2 separate regions of the Gossypium hirsutum genome follow, and region 2 is linked to region 1. A link is a contact called in public Hi-C data. All regions are on one chromosome and are shown on one strand. The core of a region is the stretch at or near the end of the contact, and the rest is flanking DNA. Distances in the headings are between cores, read along the strand shown.

Region 1 (5,517 bases), core at 2,186-4,685:
AATTAAGATCCGTTAATTTTACCTGAAACTAGACTCAAATATATTATTACCATAAAATTTTCAGAATTTTTGGTTTAGCCTATTAGTACAGTTTATTCATTAAAGTTACCCCTATTTTGCTGTCTGACAGTTCCGACCCTTCTTCACTAAAATTAATTATCTCCTTGTAAAGAATTCAAATAATGTTCCCGTTTATTTCTCTTGAAAATAGACTCATTCAAATTTTTAAGCATATAAATTTAATTCTCTAATTTTTTATTCTAATGTTCCCGAATTCATTCGAACATTGTCTCAAAAAAATTTATTATATCTCATGATTTACAAATCCATTGCTTACACTGTTTCTTCTATGAGAAACTAGACTCAATAAGATTTAATTTCATATTTTTTCATCTTCTAATTATATTTCTAAAATTTATGGTGATTTTTAAAATTTAGTCTACTGCTGCTGTCTAATATTATTTTAGTGCAAGCTGTTTATTATCATTTTCCCCCTAAGCTTTTAATAAATAACAATTTCATCCCTACTGAATTAGCCTCTCAATTGAGGCAAGCTATTTATTATCATTTTTCTCCAATTTTAATGTAAGCTGTTTATTATCAATTTAGATGCAAATTTACCTAATTTCAAATTAAACATGCAGAACAAATATTTAAATAAAGAAATGGAATAGAGAAATTGATCCGTTCTGATATCGAGTTGTGCGTGAAAGCCGTAATTCATTTGATAGTTGCGAAAATAATGTTGATTGCAATTGAAAACCAAAAATAAATTTATAAAAATTAAATAAATGAAACCTTGGATCCAAATACAAGAAGAAAAATTATGTTTTTGAAATAAAATACTAAATTGAAAATAAACTGAAATTAAAATTAAATCTTAAAAATATACTTTAAAAACGGCTCTCTAAATGGCCTCTTTAACTTAGGCTAAGTATGAATATATATAGCAATGTGTTCTGCCCTAACTAGGTCATTTACAAGTCATAAGGCTGAATAAAATGTGTCATGCAAACAAAAACACCTTTGACTTAAAATTGTCCTTCATTATTCTGGTGTCGCGACACCACAGGACTAGTGTCGTGACATTGAACTTCACGAGGGACTTCTTTAGTTTTGAAATGCGATGTTGCGACACCACATGCTGGTGTCATGACATTGTCGTTTTCTTTAATGTTCTTGGCCTAAAAATGGTGTTCTGCACACTAAATCGACTTATTAGTCCTTCCCTAGGCCCATATATTAGCCCATTAAGTCATTACATTACCAAAATATGCGTAAAACACTTATTTTACTAAAATTAAACACAACCTACTAAAATTAGAAAACATAAAAAAATAATATAAGATGACTCAAAAACAAGCTCATTAAGTGCCAAAAATACTTGAATTTGCCACAACGAACAGTGATAGATCAACAAGTTACACATACATAGTCCATCATCCACCTAAGATTAAGGTATGTCACACTATGAATGTTACAAGTAAATAAATACACAAATGGGTTCAGGAATTATTCTACTTGGGTCTTGTTCGATGTACTGCCAGTCTAGTCAATCACATTTATGTCTCTATCTTTTGATAGTTATTCATTTCGATGTATAAGATAAAGAATCTCCCCAATGAGATTTGATAGATGACATATCAACCTTTTAATCGATTTGATTATTTTCGATTAGACTAAGGACATGTTTAAGTTCATCTACTAACATAAGTTCTATTTTCGTAATACGATCTGACCACGTAATATCGCTTAGTATTAGTTAAATATTAGACAACTAGTGAGATAATATTTGTTTTTATTTTGCTTTACATGCAAAAATTATTAAAGACATAAGGAAATCGAACTGCATAAACAATCTTCGTGTACCTTGTTGTTTGTTCTTTGTTTCACAGTTCTTGGAGAAGTGCCAACTTTCTAATCACTTCTGTCAAAACTTAGCTTAGTACTTAGCAATTGCTTTCAAGTTAACAATTTGTATCAAAACCTACCATTTAAAGTTGTAATACCCCTCAATCGACTCTTTTTTTAATGTTTGTTTCAGTTCTCTAGATAGTGATTTTATTTCCCGAAAGGCAGTTATGGCTGGAGGTAGCTTAAACATTTTTATGGGTTGTTGTGGCAGTGTAATTTCAACTCCCCTCTTTTAATAAAGGGTGAACTATCAAAATAGTCACTTTTATTTACCTTAAGTTACATTTTAGTCATTTATGTTTAAAATATTACATTTTAGTCACTTATATTAACATGTTATAACATCTTAATTACTAAACTATTAATTGCTGTTAACAATGTAATGGTAAGATGAGGTAACACGTTAAATCATCATATTTTAAGTTAAATTATACAATTGGTACTCATATTTTTTCGTTTTGAGCAATTTAATTTTTTTTATGTTCTTTTAATTTTCCTTTTTTTTTCATCCTCTTCTACTTCTCCCCTTATATTCTTTCCTCCTTCATCTCTTTTAATGTAATTTTCCTATGTTTTCTATTTATTAAAACTAACGGAGAAGAAGAAAAGGAAAATAAAAAAAGAAAAAGAAAATTAAATTGTTCAAAAAAATAAAAGTATAAAGACTAATTTTAACAAATGAAAAGTAAAGAAAAAATTAAAAGAACATAAAATAAAAAGATTAAATTGATCAAAACGAAAAAAAATAAGGACCAATTATATAATTTAACTTAAAATTTTTGTTTAAAATGATGATTTAACGTGCTACGTCAGCTTACCGTTACACCATTAACGACAATTAACGACCCAATGACTAAAATGTTACAACACGTTAGTGTACGTGACTAAAATGTTACATTTCAAACATAAATGACTAAAATATAATATGAGGTAAATAAAAATAACTATTTTAATAGTTTAGCCAGTAGATATAAAGAAATTGAGAGGAAGAAAATTAAGAAAAGAAATGGTTGGAAGATGCTGTAAATTGTAGTATCATATAAAGTAAAATCAAAGAGCGTCCAAAACTAATTCCACAATAATATTAAACTGAATGGGAAAGTCCAACGCCGCCTCTTAGCAACTAGACCAACCCCCGCAGACCTTTTGAAGTCTTTGCCCTAACCTTTTGGATTAATTGCACTCCATATTTTCAATGTATGATTCATATTTTATATTGGTCCTAAATTTCAAAACATTGGAATTGAACACTCAATCTATTTTTTTTATTAAATATTAGCTTAAATTTTACTTGTTTAGATATGATATATTAAAAAGATAACTTCCCTAGATTTTATTAATACTATTTATTTTAAATCATTACATTTAAATTTAGGTACACTTATTTACAATTTAATTTGCTTAATTTAGATGCTTAAACTGACCATTGACTTTGAGGACTCGTTAATAATCTTTGTGAAGGTTAGGTGATAATAGTGTAGGGACTTTTGAAGAAAATAATCCTAACATTTTTCATGTTTTTTTTCTTAGGACAAGTTCTGCTTCAGACATAGACATATAAAATCCAAAAGAACAGAAAAAGAGGAAAAGAAAATTCTTCTTGGTTCGAGTTTAATTTCACTAACGTCTTAAACATTTTAAAGCGGAAAAGGTTTACTACCTCCTTCGATTTGTTTTTTTGTCCCCTTTGTAGAGAGAGCTAGATCGAGAGAGCGAGACACAGACGAGGTCTCTTTTTTTTTTTTTTTGATGGGTATTATCTCAAATCTAAGAGGACCAAGAACCCAAGAACATGGGTTGCCCTTATCTGATAGTTTGCCATCTTCCACATCAGTTTCCAACAAGACAAAATGTTCCAATTTGATGCCTTTAGTTGTGGCCCTTGTAGTCATAGCTGAAATTGCGTTTTTGGGTCGTCTTGACATGGCCAAAAATGCTGCCTTTTTCGATTCATGGCCTGAGATGTTCTATAAATACCACCCTTCTGATGGAGCAGAGGTTGCTGGCGTTGAAAAGCTCGATATTGAAACATTGGGTGGCGATCAGAACTTGTTTAAAGAGAGCTGTGAGGAGTGGCTTGAAAGAGAAGATGGCGTGATTTATTCAAGGGATTTTGCCAAGGATCCCATCTGGGTTTCTGGTGCTGACCAGGTTTCTTCACCATTTCTTCTTCTTCTTCCTTTTTTCCTTTCTTTTTTTGAGATAAAATGATAGGATGATCAATTGTCTTTTTTTGGTCTTTGAAAGGTCGTTAGATAATTTAGCGTATTGAAACTGCACTTATCTGTTTCAAATTGGAACCTTTAGCTTTTAAGATTCTGATTTTTTTTTTCAAATCGATTTTTCTATGAAATTGTTATTCTTACACAGTTATTTGCACAATTTGACAGAATCATAGGAATTGTATTAACAATATGAATTATAGCTTTTAAGGGAAGATCATCTCCCTATAGAATTTTTTAAGGTGGTCAAAGGAACATATATAAGTTTATTTTACCTCTCCTCTATTTTTTGTTATATATAACATTAGGAGTTAACAAATGTTACTGACTGATGCTAATTCACTCTAAAATGTTCTTATCATTTTGCATATTGATATTCGTGGCTTTGGTGTTATGTAGAAGTTGAACTTTCCTTGATGACTCTGGGGAGTTTAGTCGATCTGGCTAAGTGGTTTTAGGTTTAATAAATGTTTCCTTGCGTATTCCTAACTTCCTCTTCATGGTTATGTAGGAGTGGGAAACTTGTGCTGTTAGTTGTAAGTTTGGGTTTGATCCCAGTAAGAAGCCTGATGCTGCCTTTGGTTTGCCTCAACAATCTGGAGTAGCTAGTGTGCTGCGCTCGATGGAATCGGCTTCGTACTATTCAGAGAATAATCTTGCTCAGGCACGACGGTGGGTAAGCACTATCTGTAATGACTTGGTTGCATTTGAAACTAACACGGATTTTGCCATGAATGTTGTGGGGCTTCTTTTCTGCTCATTAAGCACTTTATTTCTTTCCAATATTCTCTTTACCAAGCTTTTGCCTGCATTTCCCAGAATCTAAGCTCATAGACATGGCTACATGTGTCCTTATGTTTTCCATGATATTTAGCATGTACTTCTAATATGTTTATATAATGTTAACAGTTTGTGAGATTTTATCTAAAAGCATTCAGTAACTCCATTAGCATCTTTTTTGTAATTAAGCTGGCTTCTATTCTGGAAATGTTCGACATAAATGAACTTGACTATTGACCCTTAAACTGTTGTATGTGTGCCAGTTGTTTCACTGAATAAGTGTCCTGCAGAGCAATGCTAAAAGTGGATTCTGGTTAATGGGGAAGTTTCTGTAATGCTAAAAGTTTTTATTTTTCCTTTTCCTTTTGGATTAGGAGGGGTTATGATATTGTAATGACAACTAGCCTTTCATCGGATGTTCCTGTTGGATATTTTTCATGGGCCGAGTATGATATCATGGCACCAGTGATGCCAAAGACTGAAAAGGCCTATGCAGCTGCTTTCATTTCTAATTGTGGTGCCCGCAACTTTCGTTTGGAAGCACTTGTTGGGCTTGAAAAGGCAAATATCAAGATAGATTCTTATGGTAGTTGCCGTAGAA
Region 2 (5,517 bases), core at 1,680-4,179, 41 kb after region 1:
GCTGAAAAACCTTCTACCAATATTCGATCTCTTCCAAGTTGTCCACATCAGACAGTAGCAAAACACACCATCTCCCTTGTACTCAAAAGACGCACACGACTATGGCCGTTGCTTCTCCTGCTTTCAAACGATGAGAAGGATGAACTCATTACTCCCCTTCCTAAACCTTCAACCAACAAATAAACCAAAAGTGAGAATTGACTTTTAAAGTTCAAATAGAACAACAAACCGACAAGAAAAAAATCAACTCTATGTTGGTCCTAAACCTGTTAAAAGTAAACCCAAAATAATAAAAACAACCCTAAGTTTGAGGAAAAACAACAACCACAATTAAATATGAATCCAAGAAAAAGGAACACCTTACCCACTTTCGATTGAAGAAGAAATCAGGTTTGTAGTTGAAAGGGTGTTTTCGAATGAACCCGATTTTAGAACCTTTTTTTTATCCTGTTTTAGCTTCTTATTTCAACAAGAAAAAAAAGATGGCAGTTTTAATTTTAGGGTTTAAATGATTTTAATTAGTTTAAATCTTAAAAAAATGTTTATTCCACATCAAGTTGTGATGAATTTCCAAAAATAAAAATAAAATGTGCTAGAGAAGCCGACAACAAAATCATTCCTAAAATCACTTGTAAAACCAAGATGACATGCATACGCAAAACTAAAAAATGTGCTATAAGAGCAGACAAAAACTTCTAAATCTGAAGACTTATTAAACAATGGAAAAACAAACAACAAAACATATAAAACTTAAGACAACATGAGTCTAAATAGACACGTGAATTCATTTATTATTTTAAAATACTCTCAAAACAGAAACAAATTAAGAAATTGACGAAGAGCCACCCACTTTCCAAGAAAAATTACTGGTGGCCGGTGGAGTTATAGCGAACGATATGCACCGCCACCTGTTTATCACAACTTGTAAAAGCAACAAAGATACCCACAAAATAGATCTGCAAACTGAAAAGAGAAAATACATGTGTAGTGAATGAGAAAAAAAAGAAAGAAAGAAAGAAAAGAAGGTAATACCGCCGCTGAGCAAAACAAAAGATAAAAAACTATAGATTTAGAGAAAGAAGAGAAAAGTTTTAACTACATTTTTAATTTTAAAATGTCAATTTGAAGAGAATACTAAAAGGAAATAATTTTCATAATTTAATTAAATATAGAATTATATTATATTATAAGTGTGACACCTGTCACAAATTTAACTAACCTAAATGTGATTTTTACCTTATTTGTATGAAGATTATACTAGCTTGTTAGTTGTTACCTATGCGATGCAGTAACTAGTTTTATTTATTTTTAAATAAAAGAAATATTATCTTATAATTTAATATTTTTTGATACATATAATTTAATATTATTAATAAATTTTATGGATAAATCTCAAAATTATATATGAATTATGGTTTAATGTGCAATCATATACATAAATTTTTACTTTATGCAATTTTATACATGAAACTTTAATTTGATCTAATTTTTGTAAACCATTAACACAATTATTGATACAACATCATTGTATGTTTATATATTGCATATATAAATAATTATATTTATCCAATATAATAATAAATTGATGTATTTATTTCTCTAAATGCATATAATTAAATTAAAATTAAAGTGTCAAGCATATATTTGAACCATAATTAGAATTTTACGTGTATAATTGCACCAAATTAAAGTTTATTTATAAAATTATAGATTAAATCAAAGTTCATATATAATTTTGAGATTTATCTCTAAATTTTAATATAACAAAAAAGAAATTATGAATATTATCAAATTGTAATATAAGTATAGCAAAACATTTAAAATAAAACTTAATAAAAAAAAGAAAATAAAATAGAAATAAAATTATTATTTAATCATAATATAAGAAATAGGTATGATTTGAAAACAAATTAAAATTAATTTATTTTAATGATCAAAATAAATTTAAATTTTAAATGATCAAAAATATTTAATATTTATTTATTTAAATTTTCAAATTTATATTAATTTATTTAATTCATATTATCTTAAAATATATATATACTTTAAAGTTAAAAAATAAATTCAAATACTAAAATTATATGCCATAGAATAGTTTTTTTTTTTCTACATGTGTTGTAAAAATATACAAAGTGTAAGAAAGTAAATTATTAACAAATTTTCATTAAATATATATTTATATTAATAAAAATTATATATTATAAAATTATTTTCATTTTTGTAAAGCTAAACTCTAATTCTAGATTTATAATTTTAAAACTTTACACTATTTAATGGTAATTAAAATTATATAAATGAGTTTTTTATAAAATGTATAAACAGTTAAAATTTAAAATAAATAAATTAAAATCAATATCTTTTTTAAAAATTTGAAGTTATAAAATTATAAAAATAAAACATATATTTCATTTAAATTTATTAATAAACAGAAGTTGAGAAAATAAATTAAGATATATTATCCTAAAAACTATCTTAATAAAATTTTAAATTATTAATTAACTTAATTAAAATATTTAATAAAATGAAAATTGACAACAACAAAAAAAAAAAAACTTTATTGAGCAATCATAAGATGTTTTAAATACTTTATGTGCATGAAAATAATTATGAATTAAAATTTTAATAGGAACATATATATAAAGATAAAGATATTTTGAAAGGATAATATGATTAGAAAGGTATAAAAATAAAATTTTAAAATTATAGAAATTAAATAGATAAAAAATAATTTAAAAACTATACACCACCTATTGGAAATTGGATAGTGTACATTATTCAAAATAAAATTTAGGTGTGAATTTGGATAACACAGTTAAAATCATATATTTATAATAAATGGTGTTTTCCACGTGATCAACGTGGGCAGAAGACAACAATTAAACCTAAGTAATGAATCACATGTTGACATCATCACTAAGTATTTTTAAAATTTACATATTAAATCAAAACCCAACCCAACCCATTCTTTTCATTTCAAATCAATTTGTTGGGCCCAACCCTAAGTTAGTGCTTCTTCCACACCTTTTATGGCAAGCCTTTATTATTGTTATAATTTTTAATTTAATCCATCCAACCATGAGTTCAATTATTATAAAATAAAAATTTAAGTTAATTGTATCAAATGTGAACTTGAATTTTAAAGTATTCTAATTAAATTCTTAAACTATCAATGATATATCAATTAGGTCCTTTCATAATTAAAATAGTTAACTTAACTATTTCATATTTTATTTACAATAAAAAATTAAGAGAAATAAAATGTTAAAATGAAATAATAAGAAATAAAAAAGTAAATAAAAGAAAATTAAAACTTTTACAAAAATTTCAAGGTTTTTCTAAATTTAATATTTACATATAAAAGTTATTCTTCATATTTATCTGATGTGTCATTTTATAATTTGAAATCCCAAAAATACGAGTAAGCAAGAGGTTGGCGAAACAGAAAACAAAACAGGATCACATCAAGCACACCCATACTTATCACATAAGCAAATAAACACAACATACTCAAGCAAATGACACCATCCCCAACCTAAACCCCATATCCAACCAAACCAATACAAAAAAAAAAGAAAAGAAACGCAGAAGGCTTAGCAGCACCCCAAAACAGTCTTGAAAAACACCTCAGCAACCCCAAAAACTCAATTAAAATCAATAATAAAATCACAACCCAAGACTAAGAAAAATAATAAAACATTCTTTGGTCACCAAGAAACCTTTGTTACCATGTGAATTGTCATAAGAAAACAAAAATCCAAATCAAATTTGTTACAAGCTCAATTTGCCCGGCCCAAATAAATTAAATCCACCCCAAACTAAACTAAAAAAACCAAACCCAACTAAGCCCAATTTCAAACCCTAGCCCAATATCTAAAACAAAAAAACAAAAAAGAAAAGAAACCCTAGCCTAGCTGGCCGCCGCCCCTATGGTCTGTCACCACCACCTGCCACCACCCTTCTGACACCTCTAACGCTGTCTCAGCACCGCTCCAACTGTTCCTGCAAGAGGAACACGCAAACAACAGTGAAAATAATAGGAAATATATGTAAAATGGCTTTAAAAAGCCAGGAAAAAAATCAGTTTGGGGATTCAGCAATTTTGCACAAATACAAACATTCAATTTTAAAAGCAAAAACGAGAATAGCAATTCCATTGATAAAAAGCACGAGTATAACACCGAATCAGGGAACCAAAAATACCAAAATCAAAAGCAAATACCTAAGGTGATTTTTTTATCTTTATTTTTTTCGAATCTATTGATTTGCATGAATATATATTTTTATTATAAATACATATAAAAAATATAAGAAAAGATAAAAATAAAAATACCTTTTTTCGAATTTTCGGCCACCGTGTACGGTGGCCGGCGGCGACCTTCCTGGCCGGAGTTGGGCCTATCTCAGAGAGAATTCTCTCCTCTCTCTCCCCTTTTTTTTTCCTCAGGCTAATAAATGATTTTTTTCTCAAAAACATGACTTTTATAGCCCCCTAAAATGACATCGTTTTGGGGCTGGTCATTAGCACCCAAAACGACGTCGTTTTGAGCATACCCGATCCGTTCGATCCGAACCCGCCTCAGGATCCGCGTGTTTTTTACTTAATGGTCTATTTGCACATTAGGCCCTTCCGCTTTTTTATGTTCTGCAATCAAGTTTCTATTTATTTTAATTTGGCCCCGAAATTCATTATGCTCTGCAATTTGGTCTCCCGTGCTGCGCTGCGTTTTGAAGGGAAGGAATAATTTCTGTTTCAGTCCTTCCAGATTACGCGCGTGTTGCATTTTGATCCTTTTCCCTTTATTTCTTTTAAATTTGTCCCAAAACTCTGTTTTTAGTTCGATTTTAGTCATTTCTTGTTTATTTTCGTTTCTTTATTAAATATTATTATTTCTAATATTATTAATATTATCACTATTATTATATATTAGTGTATATTTTTATTATCTATGACATATATTTTTTATTTTTAATTAATTTCAATAAATAAGGCAACGTACCGATTTTAACACTAGGTCGCTGATTTCATCGCTATGTTGGGTGAATATTATTGGCTCGTGTTAAAAACGAGACGTCCTTCTAAAAAAACCAAAAATTTCCAATTCTCGTATTTTAATCGAATCGCGATTAAATATTAAATTAATCTTGTATTTTGAGAATTAAGACAACGCGTGTTTAACAAGATACCAATTTTGGGCAGCGATGGTGCTAATACCTTCCTCGTGCGTAACCGATTCCCGAACCTTATTTTTCTCTAGATTTTCACGTAGACCCAAATTCGACCTTCATTTTTGTTCAAAAATAAATTTTCTTTTTTTTTTAAAAAAAAAGAGGATTTATTAGGTGTCCGATCACACCTAAGCAAAAGATCGGTGGCGACTCTTTTTCTCCTTAAAACCGAAATTCCGTTTTCAAATTTTCAAATAATCGCCTCAATTAGCGACCAAAGCAAATTTTTACGTCGCTACAGCTGGCGACTCCACTGGGGACTTCTTTTTTTTTTTTGAGAGTCGAGTTTAG

Evidence for each region. Hi-C and Micro-C count contacts between places; a contact is called where the count stands out from the background.
Region 2: a Hi-C map of leaf shows a contact between it and region 1, with 2.4 times the contacts expected there. The contact joins the enhancer-like site here to the promoter of LOC107937965 in region 1. A contact is called at or near these places in 5 of 34 Hi-C or Micro-C datasets (hypocotyl and leaf).

What each region holds. Positions count from the first base shown.
Region 1 is chrA12:3,321,624-3,327,140 of Gossypium_hirsutum_v2.1, forward strand. LOC107937965 (glycoprotein 3-alpha-L-fucosyltransferase A) reads left to right here and starts at 3,436. Exons shown (of 7, transcript XM_016870983.2): 1 at 3,436-4,065; 2 at 4,648-4,808; 3 at 5,291-5,517. The coding sequence starts at 3,664.
Region 2 is chrA12:3,362,707-3,368,223 of Gossypium_hirsutum_v2.1, forward strand. No RefSeq gene overlaps it. Among protein-coding and RNA genes, the nearest start is that of LOC107937944, 12 kb to the left of the region's middle. Within about 2 kb of position 2,930, at least 2 of the 9 cell types and tissues checked have an H3K27ac peak or open chromatin away from gene starts, as enhancers often do. A contact at or near this core is called in leaf, where this site is marked.